Regions from separate parts of the Sus scrofa genome. Here region 1 is linked to region 2. The links are chromatin contacts, called in public Hi-C maps. All regions are on one chromosome and are shown on one strand. The core of a region is the stretch at or near the end of the contact, and the rest is flanking DNA. Distances in the headings are between cores, read along the strand shown.

Evidence for each region. A called contact is a pair of places that touch in the nucleus more often than the background predicts.
Region 1: a contact with region 2 is called in a Hi-C map of alveolar macrophages, with 3 times the contacts expected there. The contact joins two enhancer-like sites. A contact is called at or near these places in 13 of 47 Hi-C or Micro-C datasets (alveolar macrophages, blood, embryonic fibroblasts and 7 more) and 2 of 2 datasets of contacts at active chromatin or transcription factors (alveolar macrophages and skeletal muscle).

Annotation. Positions count from the first base shown.
Region 1 is chr14:76,652,845-76,656,369 of Sscrofa11.1, forward strand. All of the region lies in intron 2 of LOC102160869 (atherin-like), which reads right to left. Among named protein-coding and RNA genes, the nearest start is that of PLAU, 25 kb to the left of the region's middle. Within about 2 kb of position 1,612, at least 20 of the 83 cell types and tissues checked have an H3K27ac peak or open chromatin away from gene starts, as enhancers often do. A contact at or near this core is called in alveolar macrophages, where this site is marked.
Region 2 is chr14:76,559,317-76,562,530 of Sscrofa11.1, forward strand. It overlaps CAMK2G (calcium/calmodulin dependent protein kinase II gamma), which reads right to left. Exons shown (of 21, transcript NM_214193.1): 12 at 2,962-3,004; 13 at 437-499. Among named protein-coding and RNA genes, the nearest start is that of NDST2, 26 kb to the left of the region's middle. Within about 2 kb of position 1,520, at least 3 of the 83 cell types and tissues checked have an H3K27ac peak or open chromatin away from gene starts, as enhancers often do. A contact at or near this core is called in alveolar macrophages, where this site is marked.

The sequences.
Region 1 (3,525 bases), core at 362-2,861, 94 kb after region 2:
TAGCCTCATCATCTCTGGTGACAACTAGAGGAGATGGGGATTGTGACAGCTGAACCAGGAGGAAAAGTGTGAAACCAAGGACTGGCCAGAAACAATAGATCTGGTCTGGCAGTCACGGTACTTGGCCTTTAGGCCTCTGGTGGACAAAAGGGGCATGAAGAAGCGCAGCACTGAGGAGACACATGCTAGTGTTGTTTTCTTCCTAGCATTCTTCCACATTTTTTGAATGTCCTTAAAAAACTTCATGATTTCCCCCCCACCCCCGATTATTGTTTTCTACTGCAAGAAGTTGTTCTGAGTGTTGCTAAGGGAGAAAGGCAGGCTCAGGGCTGATGCTCACCCTGAGGGCAAGATGCTGGATCTCTGGGAGGATGACTTTCTGTTGTTCTGGCATCACTGTCCCAGCCCAGAGCTGAGGTGGAGCGGGTGGGGTGGGGTGCACGCATAAGGCCAGTGTCCCTTGGGTAAGGAGGAGGATGTTATATTTGTGGAAGATTTCCAGGAAGACTTCCTGCTCCGACCAAAACAACACAAAGACAGGAAAAGGATCTGGAGTCTAAGAGGAGGAATAATGGATCAGAGTAGAAACTTTGGGATGGAGCCTAGCATAGAGAAGCCTCCCTCTTGCCATCCAGCTATGTTCTTCCAGCCAACAGAGAGCATTTCTCCGTAGGATGACAGGTTGGGAGCAGGAAGAAGAGGGGGCCTAGTAACTCTAGAACTATACCCATCTTCGTCTTATCCACTCTGCACTTAGTGAAATATTTCACTGTGGCCTGGCCCATGGGGGGTGGGGGTGGAGAGTGGGTGGAGGACAAGGAGGGCTATTTGGGGAGGGCCTCACATTTACGAAGGGCCTCAAATACAGACCTTAAATGCGTGGGCTTGTATATTCATCACAGAGGTACACTCAGCCTCACTCACCAGGTTCAGCAGAAGACCTCATCCCAGACTCACAGCATTACCAAGCCATGCCGACGGGTGTGCTGAACATTATTACTGTTTTCACATAGCTTGTGAATTGTCCCTTTATGTTGCATTGTATGTGTATATGTACAGGTGTGAGAGGAGGCACAAGCTTTAATTGGCTAAGTATAAACATGTGAAATAGACCACAATTTAGTAACTATTTTTTGGCATTAAAAAAAAAATACCAGGAGTTCCCGTTGTGGCGCAGTGGTTCACGAATCCGACTAGGAACCACGAGGTTGTGGGTTCGATCCCTGCCCTTGCTCAGTGGGTTAAGGATCAGGCGTTGCCGTGAGCTGTGGTGTAGGTTGCAGACACGGCTCGGATCCCGTGTTGCTGTGGCTCTGGCGTAGGCAGGAGGCTACAGCTCCAATGTGACCCCTAGCCTGGGAACCTCCATATGCCTCAGGAGCGGCTCAAGAAATGGCAAAAAGACCAAAAAAAAAAAAAAAGTAAAATGGAAATTGTCTGGCCCCATCTTCACCTCTGAGAAGGATAAGGGGAGTTTCAAGCAAGAGGCTTAGAGCATCTCTTCCAGCTGGGTGCTTGGACTCAGCTTCTGGAGAGCAGGGTATTAGGCCAGCCCCTGGGCCCTCCTTGCACTGTTCCCACCCGCTCTGGTTCATCTGCATCACTCTAGCGGCCTCTGCTGGGCTGGAGGTGAAAGGCGACCCAAGATGAGGTGGCTCAGAACTCTGATTGGGAAGCTGGGTGGGAAGGTCTGATGGGCAGTAGGAGGACTGTGGTAACAGAAGGGGCCCAAAGAAGATAAGATCTAACTACCTCAAGGTTTTTTATGCCATGTTCTGGTTTAGGAAATTGTTCTGATAGTGGTGCCGAGGAAGGGACACAAGTCCAGGTCTGAGGGCAAGATGGCTGAGCCCTGGGAGAGAAATGTTTTGCCCCCAAAGAGCAACAGCTGGGTGGAGACTCATGATTCAGTTTCTTCTCTTCTGACTCCTGCCTCCATATGGTGACCACAAAGGGCCTGGCCTCCCTGAAAAGATCAGCCACCCTCTTTCAGGCAGCTGGTTGGGTCATGAACCCTCTGGTTCAGAGAGAGAGAGAGAGCAGGAAGGCTTGCTGAGGCCTCCTGGCCGCAGCTGTTTTCTGATCTAGCTTTTACTGAAAAATCTTGTTCTGAGGGCAAGCAGGAGCCTTACCCATCCAGTTGATGAAAATCCTTCTTCTTGCCCACATGGCATTTTCCCTGTGAGGTAGAAGGTAGCATTCAGGCCCCCAAACCCATCTTTGAACATACTGGTGACCAAGTGGGTCCCAGGGAGTATTTGAGATAAAAATAACCCATGGGAGCCCACAGCTTAGTGCAGCTGCTGTGGCTAGTGACAGAAGTTGGTATCAGGTTATTGAGAAAATAGAGCCTTTTAGGTCTGGTTAAGGTTCACTTCAAGCAGACAGAGGTTGCAGTCATCAGAAATAAAGCAGTTTACACCGCCCCAGTTTGCTTTCCCCCTTCACTCTGTTTCTCATTCAGCACTGCAGATGGAAACTTTAAACTGTAGAAAAAGCAGTTTCACACAGACTGAGAACACTTATATGTGAAGTTCAGGTCCTTAAGTTGCTAGTAGTAGCAGACACCCCTAATTCTGTCCTCTTTCTCTTGTTTGTTCATTGCCCGTGAGAGCTGTGGCAGAACTGACCCCTCAGTCCATGGGGGGGTTCAGAGGTTCCTGAAATTATGCCCCTCTTCTAGTCAAATGTCCGGGTCAGCCTGGGCTGCCTGATGGCACAGGGTCTTGTCATGGTGTGGCTTTCAAAGGACAGAGGAGATGGGTCAACCATAATATAGTGGTCGGTTTTTATCAATGTACAATAAAGAGGAAAAGCATACTTGTAGTAATTGAAAAAGCCCATTTCTGGAGCAATCTGTATCTAGGAATTGGATTTGCTCAGACTCAGGATTACTATCTGCAATGTACAGGAAACTCCCAAAGACCAAGACAATGGAAAAGAAATCCAATGGAAAAGTAATAGATCTGGAAGTCATAGAAGGGAAATCAGAACAGCTGGCAAGCATGCGAAGAGATGCTCAACCTTAGAAGCATTTTGAGCAATGCAAACTAAAACATGGTATCATTCTGTGTCAATCAGATCGGCAAAAGTTTGACAAGTCATACATCACTTACCAAGTGTTAGCAAGGATGTGGCAGAAAGGGAACCACTATTGGCAGGAGTATAAACTTGTAGAACCATTCTAGAAGCCTTTTGACTTGATTTCATGAATTTAAATATGCTTTACCCAAAGAGCCAGTGATCCCACTCTTGGGTACACTGCCCCAGAAAAACTCTCAAACAGGTCCCTAAGGGAATATAAACAAATGTATTTGTCAGAGGATTGAGTATAGAGGAAAACCTGGGTGTCATCACTGGAGAAATGGAACAGTGAAACATGTGGATGCAGGCTTGGAAGTACCGTGCAGCTGCCAGACACAATGAACCAGAGGTACTTAGAGGCACACAACAGTATTAAAAACATGTGTCATGTAAAAAAGAAACACAGTAAGGTCTATGGCACAATATATTTGGGTAGACTGA
Region 2 (3,214 bases), core at 270-2,769:
TTTCAGACCCAGAGGTCTGCAAATGCCAGACTTCACAATTTTGAGGGGTGTGGCTTCCCCATGGGGTCCCCACCAGTGCCACTGAGGGCTGGTCTTCACCCCGGGCACCTGCAGGCCCGCCTTGGCTGCAGCCCTCACTGGCAGGCCAGGCTGTCGGGTGGGCGGCGTCTGGAGAAAAGCCTCCTGCTGCCCAGCTCCACATCCCCAGGCTATTGCCTCCTGAGAGTTGGCAAGCGCCCAGCATGCATGGCTGGTTAGGGGGCTCTGAAACACCAATGCGCTTGCAGATGCCAAGTTAGGTGGTCCGTCTGGCATGCCCATCTCAGCCCACAAGCATGGGACTCGCCTCCCTGGTGCTCGGGCCTGGCATGCTGGCCCTCCTGGTGGGGTGGCAGGGAGCCGAGGCAGGCGGTCGGGGAGGACTCATGCCACGTACCTTGCCCGGCCAGGCCGGCGGCGCTCGCGGCAGGCGAGGCGGGGGCGGAGCTCTGCCTGCCAACTGAGGGGATACAGTCTCTCAGTGCACAGAGCTGCCGCCAAGCCACGGGGGCCAGTCAGCAGCGAGCATGCCCCAGCGCGAGGCAGGAACCCGCTGCCGCTGCGCACAGCGGGGTCCGGGCGGGCGGCGTGGCCAAGCCGGCCGAGCTGGGGGAGCAGAGGCACCGGAGGCAGGCTGGTGAGCAGGTGCGGCTGGCCCTGCAGCAGTCTGGGGACCTGAGAGGACTGGGCTCAGGGCAGAGGGAAGCCCACCTGTGCTGCAACCACTGGGGTGAGAGCCCGCAGATCAAGGCCTGACTCGGTGAGAGGCAGTGTCCTTTCTGAGGCTGCCCAGCCCTAGCTTAAGGCTATGAGGAGAGTAAGCCTCATCTGCAGACCTTCCTCCCGGGGGGACCTCAAGAAGGACATTTTCAGAGAGCCCGGAACAGAGCCGGTTCCTCAGGCCATATCCCAAAAGTAGCGAGACTGGCACTAGGGGCCTAGGAAGGAACCATGGCCATTGTGCAGCTAACTCACTGATGCTCCACAGCCCCCAAATCCTCAGGGGCACAGCTCACTTTCCCTCTTCAATTGAGCCAGCTGGCCAGGAGAAGCTGTATCTCACAGCGCTCCAAGGGTATAAGTGCCCAGAAAGAAAACAAAGGCCACCGAAGCGATACATTCTAGAGGCCCTGATTTCACCATGAGCCAACGTGTTAGAAACCAGGGATAGGCTGAACCCTCTATTTCAACTCAGAAAACAGTCCAACTCATTCCTAAGGAAGCACACAAGTGCCCCTCCTGTTTGATTATACCTGTGGACACCTCTTTCTGCAGAAGCTTCTAGGGACAGGCTCTGACCTCACCTGCCCCAGAGGCAGGGCAGAAGAGGTCATCCTGGAATGCCTGCAGCATTTCTTTTTTTTTTTTTGTCTCCTGAGCCAGGGCAAAGGGAGCGCAAAGGCCAAAGTCGAGAGAGGGACAGGAAGCTCTTTAGGGATCAGTGACAGTGCTGTGTCCTAATAGAGACCAAGTTCCTGAAACCAGGACACTGATTTCCTGAAATGGACGGGGAGAGGCTGATGCGGAGGCCTGAGGCCACTGGACAGGGCACATGCTATTGATTTCCGAGCAGCCTGTTTTCACATCTCTTTCACACAGAGAGAGAACAGATCACCATTCCAGGGTCGGCACAGAGCTGCCCTTGAGCGTCCTCTAGAAAGGCTTTCTTAAACCCAGAAAGTAGAAGCTGCAAGTAATTAGAGGACTAGAAGCACAACGTGGGACTACAGCCCCACCTCTGCTGGAAGCAGCCTACAGTGGCCTCCTGCTCCCATCTGTGAGGCGAATCCAGAACCAGAGCTTCTCTCCATGGGTTCCCACAGCACAAGATCGAGCCCCACAGGGGTGGGCCTGAGGGGGACACTCTCCCAGCTCACTCTCCAGTCCTCAGCCTGGGGCCCTGTGGCTCTCCCTCAGGGAAGAGCTCAGGAAGCCCCAGAGCCAGGTTACCAGGAACCAGCACAGTGAGCCCTGGACTCAGGCTTAAGGGAGCAACCTCTGCCCAGAGTGGCTGCCCACCTGTGCCTCCCGCAAAACCTCCGCTCCGTTAGGGCAGCGCAGAAGGAAAGCAAGGGAAGGAGCCTGGTTAGAATGAGACAGGGGTGGGGTGGGAAGTGTCTTGAACCAAAACAGGGGAACTGGGGGTTAGGAGGAGGGAAGGCCAGGGGAAAAGGCAAGCCGGGAAGAGACCTTTCTGTCTTAAATCCTGTTGTTAATCTTTTCCTTGCAGAAAAGCCACTGTGCTTCCCAATTGAGGGCAAACGATGGGGAGGGGGGGAAGGTGGAGTGTCTTGCATCTTAAAAAGAAATGTGAAGTGTGATTTACAAATTATTGGTTCACTTCTCCCAATTCCTCATGCAAATTTAAGCAAGTTCTTTTCCTTCCATTCTGCTGGTCTCTATTACTTCACTCTTACAATTGGTATCAGAGGATATTTTAAGCACAGTCACCGTAAAAGGTTTAAACATCTGGAATAATTTCTATTAGTCATCTCCACTTGGACACGACAACAGAGAGATCGCCTTAGTTGGCCAATTAATGGTGGTGACTGGGAAGGTTCATTACACCTCATCACTTTCTTTCTCCCAGCATATCCTCCAATGCCCTCGAGACCTGCTAAAATTTAAAGTGCTGAGAGTCTTCAGAGAATTCAATAAGAAGCCCCAGGGACAAGGTAAATGGGAGGCTGGCCAGGCTATTCCTTGGGAGGAGGGAATATAGTTCACAAATGTGAAGCCACGTCAGGCCTCCCAGAATTTCAGGTTACAATCCTCAGCTGCAGCAGCCCCTCCAAAACAGGATCCCCATCATCTTGGTCAAGGTGTTGCCTGAGACACCCAGCGCCAGGGTGGCACGGTATGGCAACAGCCTGTTCTGACCCACTCACCTCGTAGAATTAAAGTGCACAGCTGAAAACATACCTGAAAAGTTCCTGGAGACAAGCATGGTCGTAAGGATGGCACCCTGGGGAAAGAAGAGAGACCTGTGAATTCTATGTGCAGTCTGTTCTCAGGCAGAGGGCAGCTGCCAGCGAGAGCCCGAAGACACCAGGACTGGGGCCCCCAACATGTACACCATCTTCACAGCTCAGCTCCAGCCAGGAGGGGTGTTCCCTTCGGTGATGGGGCAGGGGGCACCCTGTCAAAAGCACGCGGGCAGCCCAGCCAGGAAGGC